Regions from separate parts of the Drosophila melanogaster genome. Here region 1 is linked to region 2. A link is a contact called in public Hi-C data. All regions are on one chromosome and are shown on one strand. The core of a region is the stretch at or near the end of the contact, and the rest is flanking DNA. Distances in the headings are between cores, read along the strand shown.

Evidence for each region. Hi-C and Micro-C count contacts between places; a contact is called where the count stands out from the background.
Region 1: a Hi-C map of the Kc167 cell line shows a contact between it and region 2, with 2.1 times the contacts expected there. A contact is called at or near these places in 2 of 107 Hi-C or Micro-C datasets (the Clone 8 cell line and the Kc167 cell line).

What each region holds. Positions count from the first base shown.
Region 1 is chr2L:8,947,673-8,953,113 of dm6, reverse strand. C1GalTA (Core 1 Galactosyltransferase A) reads left to right here and starts at 1,898. Exons shown (of 4, transcript NM_164840.2): 1 at 1,898-2,136. CG46397 reads right to left here. Exons shown (of 2, transcript NM_001382136.1): 2 at 5,243-5,441.
Region 2 is chr2L:8,236,737-8,242,045 of dm6, reverse strand. It overlaps Pvr (PDGF- and VEGF-receptor related), which reads left to right and starts at 2,168. Exons shown (of 19, transcript NM_001169440.2): 1 at 2,168-2,354. It overlaps Spn28F (Serpin 28F), which reads left to right and starts at 246. Exons shown (of 4, transcript NM_080218.5): 1 at 246-292; 2 at 353-1,191; 3 at 1,251-1,389; 4 at 1,445-1,632. The coding sequence starts at 280. The coding sequence ends at 1,581.

The DNA of each region.
Region 1 (5,441 bases), core at 649-3,148, 710 kb before region 2:
TAAGTTATAAAAGAAAATAATAAAATAGTAAAAACAGTATTCAGTAAAAAAAAAATTATTTTTAAAGAAGGGAAAAAAAATGAAAAAAAAACATCATTCAAATTTAGCAGATCGTTGGGAACGTCAGCAAATGAAAGCTGATTGCTACGAATCTAATGTTGATCTACACTGTATATACTTGTGGTTGTGTAGATAATGTGTAAGATTACAGTAAAAAAAATAAAGTCAGTCAGCGATTTTTATACCCGTTACTCGTAGCTTAAGAGGGTATTCTCGACTTGTTGAAAAGGGTGTAACGGATCTTGACACGCGGCATTTTTATTTCGAAACATCACGCCGACACTTTTAAAACATTTTTTTTGAGTAACGGGTATCTGGTAGTCACGAAACTCGACTGTAGCGTTTAAAAAACTCCTGAACTCTCATTCGTTGCTCACTAATTAGAAGACAGAATTTGCCCTTATCAGAGTTGTCAGATAATGCTAACAAGAAATACTATCTTATCTGAAGTGATCGATTGCAAAAAGTTATATGAACTCATTAACCAGCCCCACATCAATAAATATTTATTAAAGGCATTCGTCACCAATTGCATTAATTTCGATTTCTGGGTTTAAAAATATTTAACGTATATTCACTAATTTTGGCTGACAACATGGAGTTACCTTAATAAATTTTCAAGTAGTCTATGTTCAGGTTTCGAATATGAAGTATTAGAAGTCTTTAGCATCACAGAAGCCGGTTGTTAATGTACAATAGATAACGAATCAAACAAAAACGTTTCTTAACGAGTTTGCGCGTATACATAACTTGTTTAATTACAGTTGCGATATCGCAAATTTTTAACGTACAATGCAAAAAATTTCTTGCATTCAAATTTGATGTTAGTTATATTTTCTAATAACGGTTTTGGACAACTATTTTTATAGCTTGTGAAATCTTACTAGAAAAAAAAAAAAAAAAAATACAAAAATCTTATATTTTTAAACGGGGTTTTCTCTATAACTTGGTAAAAAAAAGGTGGCACATCTAACGAAAAAAAACACTGTTTTATACTGCTCATAAGCATACCTAACTATCCCTATCATAATTTTAATGATTTTCAAAAATCAAAATTTGAACAAGTTTTCGGTAATTTTATATTCTTTCCTTTCTAGATTGTGATTTTTGGAGATATTTCAGACGTACAATTATCAATTTATATATTATGCACATATATTTGTATTCATTCTTTGAGAAAGTAATATTCGAAAGAGTGGACACAAATCTTAGAACCAACCCCAAAAACAAACCCTTAAGATAGTTTCCAACAGCTGTTTTGCCAAATATATGGTGACTAGTAGCGAGTGATGAGAGAAACAGGCCATTGATAAATCGAAGTCACACCACTTATATATACAAACTACATATCTTACCTATAATATTTTAGTTTAATAGAAGTTTTTTTTATAATTTTCAAATCACTCTCGCTCTTTATAGAAAGCCGGTACCGGTTTACACCCCCTTTCCGACACAAGCATATAAAAAGAACAGCGAGAGAGAGAGAGAGTGAGCTTTGGTTCTCTCACTTAATTCTGTTGATTGCACAGGTAGAAACAAATAACTTGTATACTGCGATATTTAAATTTATTTGTTTTTGTACTAATTTGTACTATATTCTGGTTAAATATGAAATAGTTAAAAATACTTATTGGGAACTGATATTTTAAATAATATATTTAATAATACTTGGTGTAATTAAATTCAAATTTTTTACTTTTATTGCACTAGACAGCAATAATAGCTTATGTTTCAACTTCGATCATAATCATAAATTTTTTTAATTTACAACTTTCAACATTTTCTTGCCAGTGTACTCTGTTCTCTTCGTTCTCGCTCGTGCTCAGTTTTAGAATTCGCGGCAGTTGTTTTTGTTTGTCCGGCGCGTTCGCTTGCTTCACTTATGCGCTTGTTGAAAATCAAGGAAAGGGCGCGGAAAATAAGTTTAATTAAATATTTCGAGTGGCTCGACTAACACAGCAATTAAGCGAATGTGCAAAACGTGAAAGCAGTTGTGAATAAAACGCACTCATCGCGAAATTAAAAGCTTTTTGGGAGCGTCCTGCGATGGAGAAACGCGTGAGGAAAAATCAATTCGTAAGTAAATGGGCGACGCGAAAAACGGTGATTTAAAAATCAAATGAAATGAAACGCGTGCGGAATTTACCTGAACGGAAAACTAATCGGTCAGCAAAAATTGCGTTTTGTGCCAAAACAGAAAGCGCAATAAATATAATATACAATTGCGCATATGGTGTATGTACATAGAGTGCAAGAAGAACGTGACAAGGAAGAGCAAACGAAGGTGAAGAGTGTGAATAAAACCAAAACAATAAGAACGAACAAGTTTAAGCCACTGTTACGGCAAGTAACGCACGAGAATATACATATGTACATATATTGGTTTCCAACTGGAAACTGAAATTGACTAGAAGGAAGTGGAAGGAAGAATTGCCTGACGGCCTTTCCTTCCAGTCCGGCCACTCACACTACCAAAGCCCCTTGCTGCAGGATGTTAAAATAAAGCTAATGAAGAAAAGAATTGAGAACAGTATAAAAAAAATAGCTAAACTCTTGGGTCCCCATTCCTAAAATATTTGTAAACTCTGATCCTATGCCTAAAAATTATAAAATCAATGCAAAAAGTTTAAATTATAAGGTACAGCATTTATTAAATTTAACGTTCTGTTCCAAGTGTGTTTGAGGCATTTAAGGCGACAACTCTAATATGTTATCTGTTTGAGGGTCGTTGGTCTTGAGTATTTTTAATAACCCGCTAAACACAAAGGAATATGTTGATAACTAGGCGAGAAGTGGCTTCCCAATTCGTGATGTCTTATCCTGGTGGTTGTTGTTGTCTCTGTTAATGTAATGACATTCCCCAAACAGCTGCATTTTGGTTTCTCGCTCTCCGGCTCTCTTCAGTTGTCATTTCCGTTATGCCCTGCCATGCACTCAGCCCTCCCCCTCTATTCCCTTTTGCATCCGGGGGGTGAATTAACTGCAGCCGAAACGCATTTACTTTAATTTATTTGTGGTTCCAGTGGGCGTCACTTTCTCTCCCTCTCATTTTTATCTCGACAGAGAGAGAGAGAGCAGCACATGCTATTGTGCGTGCATTTGTATTTGTATTTCTCGTCTCTGCTCTCTGATTAGCCTTCTCTTGTTATTGTTGCGGGGATAATTCATATGCAGATTGCACCTAGTGATTGCCATTCAAATTCAACTGATAGTGGAAGCTGGAACTTGTACTATAAACATACATATGGTTCTTCCTGCTTCAAGTAAAAAAACAGTAGCCATTTCCATCAGTCATCAAAGTAATGAACTCTCCTTGCAACATATGGGACTGAATAAGAATAGTACTTTATGCTACTTTTAGCATGTTTTCGTTTTCCAGAAGAGAACTACCTAGTAAATGAGTTTTAATAATTATGAATGACTCTAAAAGACTGATCCTTAAAGAGCTCCTTACTTAATGTATTATTACATTATTTTTAAAAATATTCAATACCAAGTCAAATAGTTTTTAATGTATTATTTCTTGTATTGGGTGTATTTGTTCTTAAATGTGTGTTATTTCGTAAAGCCAAAAATCTGAATTTGAATAGACTAACCCAATAACCTTAAACCAGCTGTGCCATGCCCCGCGGGCTATACTATAGAATATTGTTCAATGGCCCCAAAAAGGTGCCATTTCACGTGAGATTCAGGTGAATAGCGCTATACCTATTCATTAATCAGCAATCAATTATCTATCAGCAAAGCCTTTTAATCAATATTTAATTAAGAACTCACATTCCGACTTTTCTTCTTATACATTGCTTTTGTCGATGTCGTTTGAACAACAGAGTAATAGATATTGTTCATTGGGACAGAAAATAATAGTTACTTGAGAACTCTTATAGATAAGCTCTCCGTAAAGTATACAAAATTTTAAGGAATGGAATTCTTTAAGGTTGAACTAATGGCATAATCACTTTTCTCATTCGTTCGTTATATGAATCATATTAATATTTCCATTTTCATTTGCTGTATTGTACTATTACACGATGAACAAAGAAACAGAGTTTTAAAAACGAATGCCATGTTTTTTTTTTGTGCCTGATAACAATTCCGCAGTCCAGTTCCACTTTGATAAACAGCTGCCGACATCATTGTGCCAGTCCTTACTGTATTGTTTATCTGAAAGGGAAGTTACTGAAAGTGAATTGAAATAAAACGAGAATCATAGAGCCAAAACATTAAGTACAGGGTACTTTGCTTATACGGGCTCCAAAAATAAAATACAATAACTGAATTAAAATATTTGCGGGATCGCAGAGCGTGGCTGATTTTATTGACCGCAGATGAAAAGCGGCCAAACAAAACAATTGTACAATTGGTTTGGTTTCTGGTTTTAGTTTGTCTTTCTGGCCCATTCTGTTTTTACATTTTTTTTTTTAAATTACGATGAATGGACTGTCACGCTAGTCTGAGTATAGGGCAGCAAAAAAGCAAAAGGCACTCTATTAACTGAATGACATAATAATAAATTTAGTTTAGCTTAATTTCTATTAACAGGTGCTCCATTACGCGCTCTCGATGAATTAGTTAAGAACTAGATTATTATTATTATTATACATATATAGTGAATAAGAATTTAAGCTACATAAGTTGACTTTTGGGAAAACTTAACTACAATATTAAGCTGGTTTTGAAAAACCCATAAATATAGTTATGCTTATCTATTTGAGTTATGATGAGGTAAACGTTTTATGTCAAGGGTTCTACACACACACATTGAGGGAATTTTTTAAGCTTTACAATGCCACAAAATATTTTTTTTTATTATCTGTGCAAGGTACTACATCTTTGACGAGACAAACTGGTGTTATAATGTTTTATTATCTTTGGCTTTATCTGAGTACGCCACAAACACCGAAATTTCAAAGATAACAACTAAAATACGTAATAGCACGAATAAAGCTAATCACCATGGATATCAAATAGATCACTGAAATAGAATTGCCAGACAGTATGAATTATATACACGTTCATATTCGTGCTACCGAACAGTATGTGATTATATAATTTTCTTTTTTGCTCGACAAGTAATTTTTCAATTGGCCGCTGCAGTGCATGGGAATAGTTTTTGGATCGGCAATGGATCTAATATTAGAACATTTGTAAATACAATATTTGCCACGATTCGCAAACTTTTGTTTGTTATTCACTCCACGCAAATCGGGCATCCCAAAGGCGTTCGAATCTGATCAGTAGACTACAATGATAAGCAAATACGCGGTTAAATTGCGTTTAATTGCTATTGTACATTAGATTGGAGCGGCGATGTCGGTCTGACATGTTGTTCATGCTTAAATTTAATTAATTTGCAAATTACAATTGCAATTGCAAAGCGC
Region 2 (5,309 bases), core at 919-3,418:
AAATTAGTTCATTATTACTGATCTTTAAAACGAAGTAGACTATTTATACTTGGTTTACTAATCAAATTAGATTCGACAAATTACATATGTTGTTATGGAATTTATACATTTAAGTTTAATTGTGTAATGCCATTCATTTATATTCTTTAAGAATGGCTTAATGAAATCCAACCGAAGCGCATAAATTTTATATCGCGCTGGCGAGTCTAATTTGATTATAATGCAGACTATATATAATCCGTAATTTCTAATTTGTTCTTAATCTCGATCGACGTTAAAATGAAGCATTTGTGTAAGTAAACTAATAAAATACAAGTTAATCAAAGAGGAATAGGTAATAATTGCAACGCAGGTCTGCTTCTTTTGGCCACGTCGGTATCTTGTCGCTTTGCCGACGATTTCTACCAACTTTTGGCCAAGGAAAATGCGGCCAATAATCTCATTTCCTCTCCCCTTTCCGTGGAAATCGCACTGAGCATGGCCTACATGGGAGCCAGGGCAAAGACAGCCCAAGAAATGAGGAATGTTTTGAAACTGCCCGATGACAAAAAGGAAGTGGCAGCCAAATACAAGGACCTTCTGAGTAAACTCGAAGGACGCGAGAAGGTAGCCACTCTCAGTTTGGCTAATCGCATATACGTGAACAAAAAGTTCCAGCTAGTACCGAGTTACAATCAGATGGTCAAGGATTCATTTATGGCTGAAGCGGAGGCAATCGACATTGTCGATCCCAATAAGGCTTCTTCAATTGTCAATAATTGGGTAGATAATCAGACGCGTGGTAAAATCAAAGACTTAGTTTCATCCAATGACATGTCGAAAATGGAATTGATCGTCTTAAATGCCATATACTTTAAAGGCCAGTGGGAGTACAAATTTAATCCCAAGTTAACGAAGAAGAGGAATTTCCGTGTTTCGGATCAAAAGAGTGTTCCTGTCGAGATGATGTCACTATTTCAATCATTTAGGGCCGCACATGATAGTGAACTGGGTGCCAAAATTATCGAGCTGCCCTACAGAAATTCAAGCCTGTCCATGCTAATTTTTCTACCGGACCAGGTCGATGGACTATCAGAGCTGGAGAAAAAGATTGTAGGATTCAAACCGAAACTTTCCAAAATGGATGTAACTTTAAGGCTTCCCAAGTTTAAAATCGAATTCTTCGCTCAACTAAACAAAGTTCTTGTGGCGGTGAGTATTCACAGATTATTCTTGATACACCCTTACAATTTATAGATATTCATCTATAGATGGGCATACAAGATGCGTTCGAAAAATCTGCTGACTTCAAAGATCTGGTCGAAAACAGTAACGTTCATGTGAAAAAAGTCATTCATAAGGCGTTCATCGAGGTTAATGAAGAAGGAGCTGAGGCAGCGGCTGCAACAGGTATGATATAATTTTATTATATATATATTTGTATAATATGTTTTATTTTTGCCAGCTTTACTTTTCGTGCGCTATAGTATGCCTATGCCGTCATCTCAAATGGTTTTTAATGCCGATCATCCTTTTGCCTATGTCATTCGCGATAGGGAAACCATTTATTTCCAGGGCCACTTTGTGAAACCGAATGAATAAAATGTACTATTTCTTATCAATAATAAATGGAAATTGTATTATACTTTATTGTAGAATAAAAGGATTTACCAGTTTCCTGAAAATATTTAATAGGTGGAAAGTAGTGAAAATGCTATAGTCGAGACCCTTATAAATCACAATCCCCTTACTCAGCTGACAAATCGTTAGAAATGCTTAAATGATACTAAATATTATTTAATAAAAGAAAACTTTATTTTAAGCACTTCGATCTAAAACTAAAACCGTTAGGAAATTTAGTACGCATGGCATCACTGGCCGCCACTGGCCAACTGGAACTGTTTTCAAGCGGTCTGGCATCGCCGCGAATAGCGTGATTGCGTTCAATTTTTAGCTCGTTATTTAGTACACTTCACCTTTCAAAATAATAATGAAATAATAATAAAAGGAAACTAAACGAGAGATAAACTCCCTAACGAAACAAGAAAATTCAAATGATGTTGACTAAAGATATAACAAAAATATTATTCTATCCGTTCTATTCTACATGCTGTAGATAACGCTCATCGATAGCAAAAAATAACAATCGAATCGGATACCTCGATAGTACCGTCGATAGTGCCCCAGCTCTAGTTAACGTTAACTTTTCGAGCTGTTCGGACGTCAAAGCGGAAGGAAATTTCGCGGGCTTTTGACTTGTGTTCGGTGCAAACTGTTCAAACTTTGCCGACGACGCAGTATTTATTGTCTTTCAAGAGCAACCGATACTGCTGAAGTGCCCCACGCAGAAAGTGTTAAGCACAGAAAACCACAACGTAAGCGTTAATTTTTGAAAGGCTCGAAGATACGTCCGATAATATAGATATAGAATCGTGTGGAAACGAAACCAAATCGTGTCGTATATAAGTATAAGTGAAGCATCAAAGGTGCTAAGCAAATGAATCCGCACTCAAAAGTTTAGATATCGATGTGAGCGAACCCCCACACCTTCGCAAAAGTAAAAAACAAACACAGATACGAATCGGAATTCGAATACAAGTGCAAACTCAGCCACAGGTGGTTGACAAGAGTTCTAAGTGATTGTCAATCGTAAGCTCGAAAATCGAAATCGAATTCGGCGCTCGTGATGTTGCTCAATTCGATGCAATTATACAAAAAAAAAACACCCAAAATAGTCATGGTCACTATGCTCCTATAGATGGTGTACATAATGAACTATTATCAGTGACCTTTTTCTAAGTGCGTGTGTGTGTGTGTGTGCTATTATCACTGCCTGGTATTATTCATTGATAAGTGCATATAAGTGTTGGGTCTACGAAAAGTGTGCGTGTGTCTATGGTGAATACGTCAGCGGCATTCCAAGTAATCAAGACTGCAAACATCCACCGGTGCCAGGTATTCAAATCGTGATTCATCGCCGATCGTGACTGTTGTACGTTCAAAAGTTGTTGTTGTATCTTCAATAGTTGTTGTTGTTGCCAAGCTGCTGCGATCAAACGGTAGACTGCGTAAGACTATGAAAATATGAATAACACTACGATGGATTTCGAATTTACTCATACTGCTTTTCCAGAAACACCCAAATAAAGTTGGTATATATACATATATATGTACATATATATATAGAAGAAAGGGTTCACCTTTCTTTTGTTTGCCTGGTCAACTGAATGTGTCTATAGCGACTTTCTTAAACCGGTTCCACGCCATCCGTTTCTTGACCAAACGAACTGTTGATACATTTTCCCCCAATACGTGACTCAGGATCGAGAAGTTCTGATCAAATCAGATGCCCATAATTCATTGCCTCCAATTGCACACTGTGCCCAATTTGTTTATTGAATACAGACCTCCTTCAGTTTGCCGACTGCTCCATTTATCTCTGGCCACTTCAAAAGGCTGCCCAGCCCAGGCTGTTGTTAATTGCCATCGTTCTCAATGTCCGGAAAATGTGGTACAAAACTGCTACGAATCGTCAAAGTTTGGAGTCATAAAAATGTCCGCGAATGGTGTTGATGAAATATTTATTGTAATTCCCCTGGCCAAATTCGCAATTCACCTGGCATCAAGCGTTGAACAACTGTTGTGATAAGCCAGAATAATCAATGGATACTAGTGGTTCTTGGAAAATGTGCACCCATCACATTGCTACTGGCCACTTGCACCTCTTTTTCACACCTACCCATTATGCACATGGCACATTAATCAGGTGGGGCTTATGGCCAAGTATCCACCAGATACGCACACCTGCCCCGCCCCCCGCAGTGGGTGTCAAATTAGAGATACTTTACTGTAGTTGATTGTGCTGAAGTAGAGAGCTCCATTACGAATAAATTACTTTGTATGCACTGGAAAAAATGAACAAAGTAGTTCTTTCGCATTAATAGAAACTAATTATAAATACACACAAAATATTTAAGCAGAACTCGCCGAAAATAGACTTCAAAATAATCAAAGAATGTGTGTGACAACGAATTTGTGTGCATTTCAAGCGATTGTAATATCTCTAGAGATATTTAGAATGCTGATATGTATTATTGCACAAGAGATCTTTTTAATCTCAAGAGGATTGCTTATGCACAGAAGATTGACTTCCTGTTGTAGATAAAAACACTAGAATTGAGTTTAGGTACATTTTGTACATCTGTAGAGAGAAAAATCATTTTGCGTTTCTCTAAGGCAGTTCGGATAAGCTGAAACATTTTTGAGAAACCCCTTAACTCTTTGGGCGAATTGGCTCATAAATTTCCATTTAAGATAATATCTGTTTAATTGAATTTGCCGGTTACCAATAAGCCATAAATAAAACCGATTCGTTGGACAATCTCGGCCAGCATTGAACACGTTTTCACACCACTTTGTTGGTTGGCTGGCTGGTTGGTTGGTTGGTTTGGCATTCTATGAATGGACACCTTCGCCTCTTTACATCCGCCGTGGTCTGAGTCAGAACGTAAATAATAAATAACAAATAATAAATTGACAGCGGACAACAAATGTTTTGGCCAGGCCATTGTAACTGTCTGCATGGAGAGGTGGAAATAACTTGGCCATAAATCTGCAAAAAAAAAGGCTAAGCAGGCAATTGGCTTTCACCTGAGCCCTAGACTAAAGCCCATTCATAAGCGCTGGAAACTTTAGACTAAAGCCCATTCGTTGGGAAAATTTTATCTGCCCCATAAACTGCACGTAATCAAGTGCACTTCGGAGAATCAGGGAAATAAGAAAATATATGTATATATATATATAAAAGCAATCTTATTTCCGTCGGGAATAAAATGGCAGAAGGCAGCCAGCCAGTCAAAACAAAAAATGCATTGAGTAAACAAATCGCATAAAATTGAGCCATGTTTTGAGGTCACGGCGAGGCACTAAATGGGCTATATACATTGGCCATATTTATTTATTAATCGGGCGAAACCCAAAACAAACAAATTAAACACTTGTCGGCTATTAAGTGAACGCATATAACATTTCTATTTATTCGCCAGCAGCTGGCCAACCAACCAACTTGTTGTCGCCACGCGTTGTAGTTGTATAATATGTGGGCAGAATGCCAACGATTCAATTTCACCGGCAATGGTCTTTCTATTATTTTTATTAAGTTCCCAGTTTATGGAAAAGAAAAGAAACAACTTTTCCAAATCTCTCGAGTGACAACTGAAGAGTTATACAACCGAAAAATAAAGTTTCCCAAATGACTCAACTGAAAGATACATTACTCCGGTAATTTCACTTTTATGCCATTTGACTTTCTTTGCGCATTATGCAAAGGT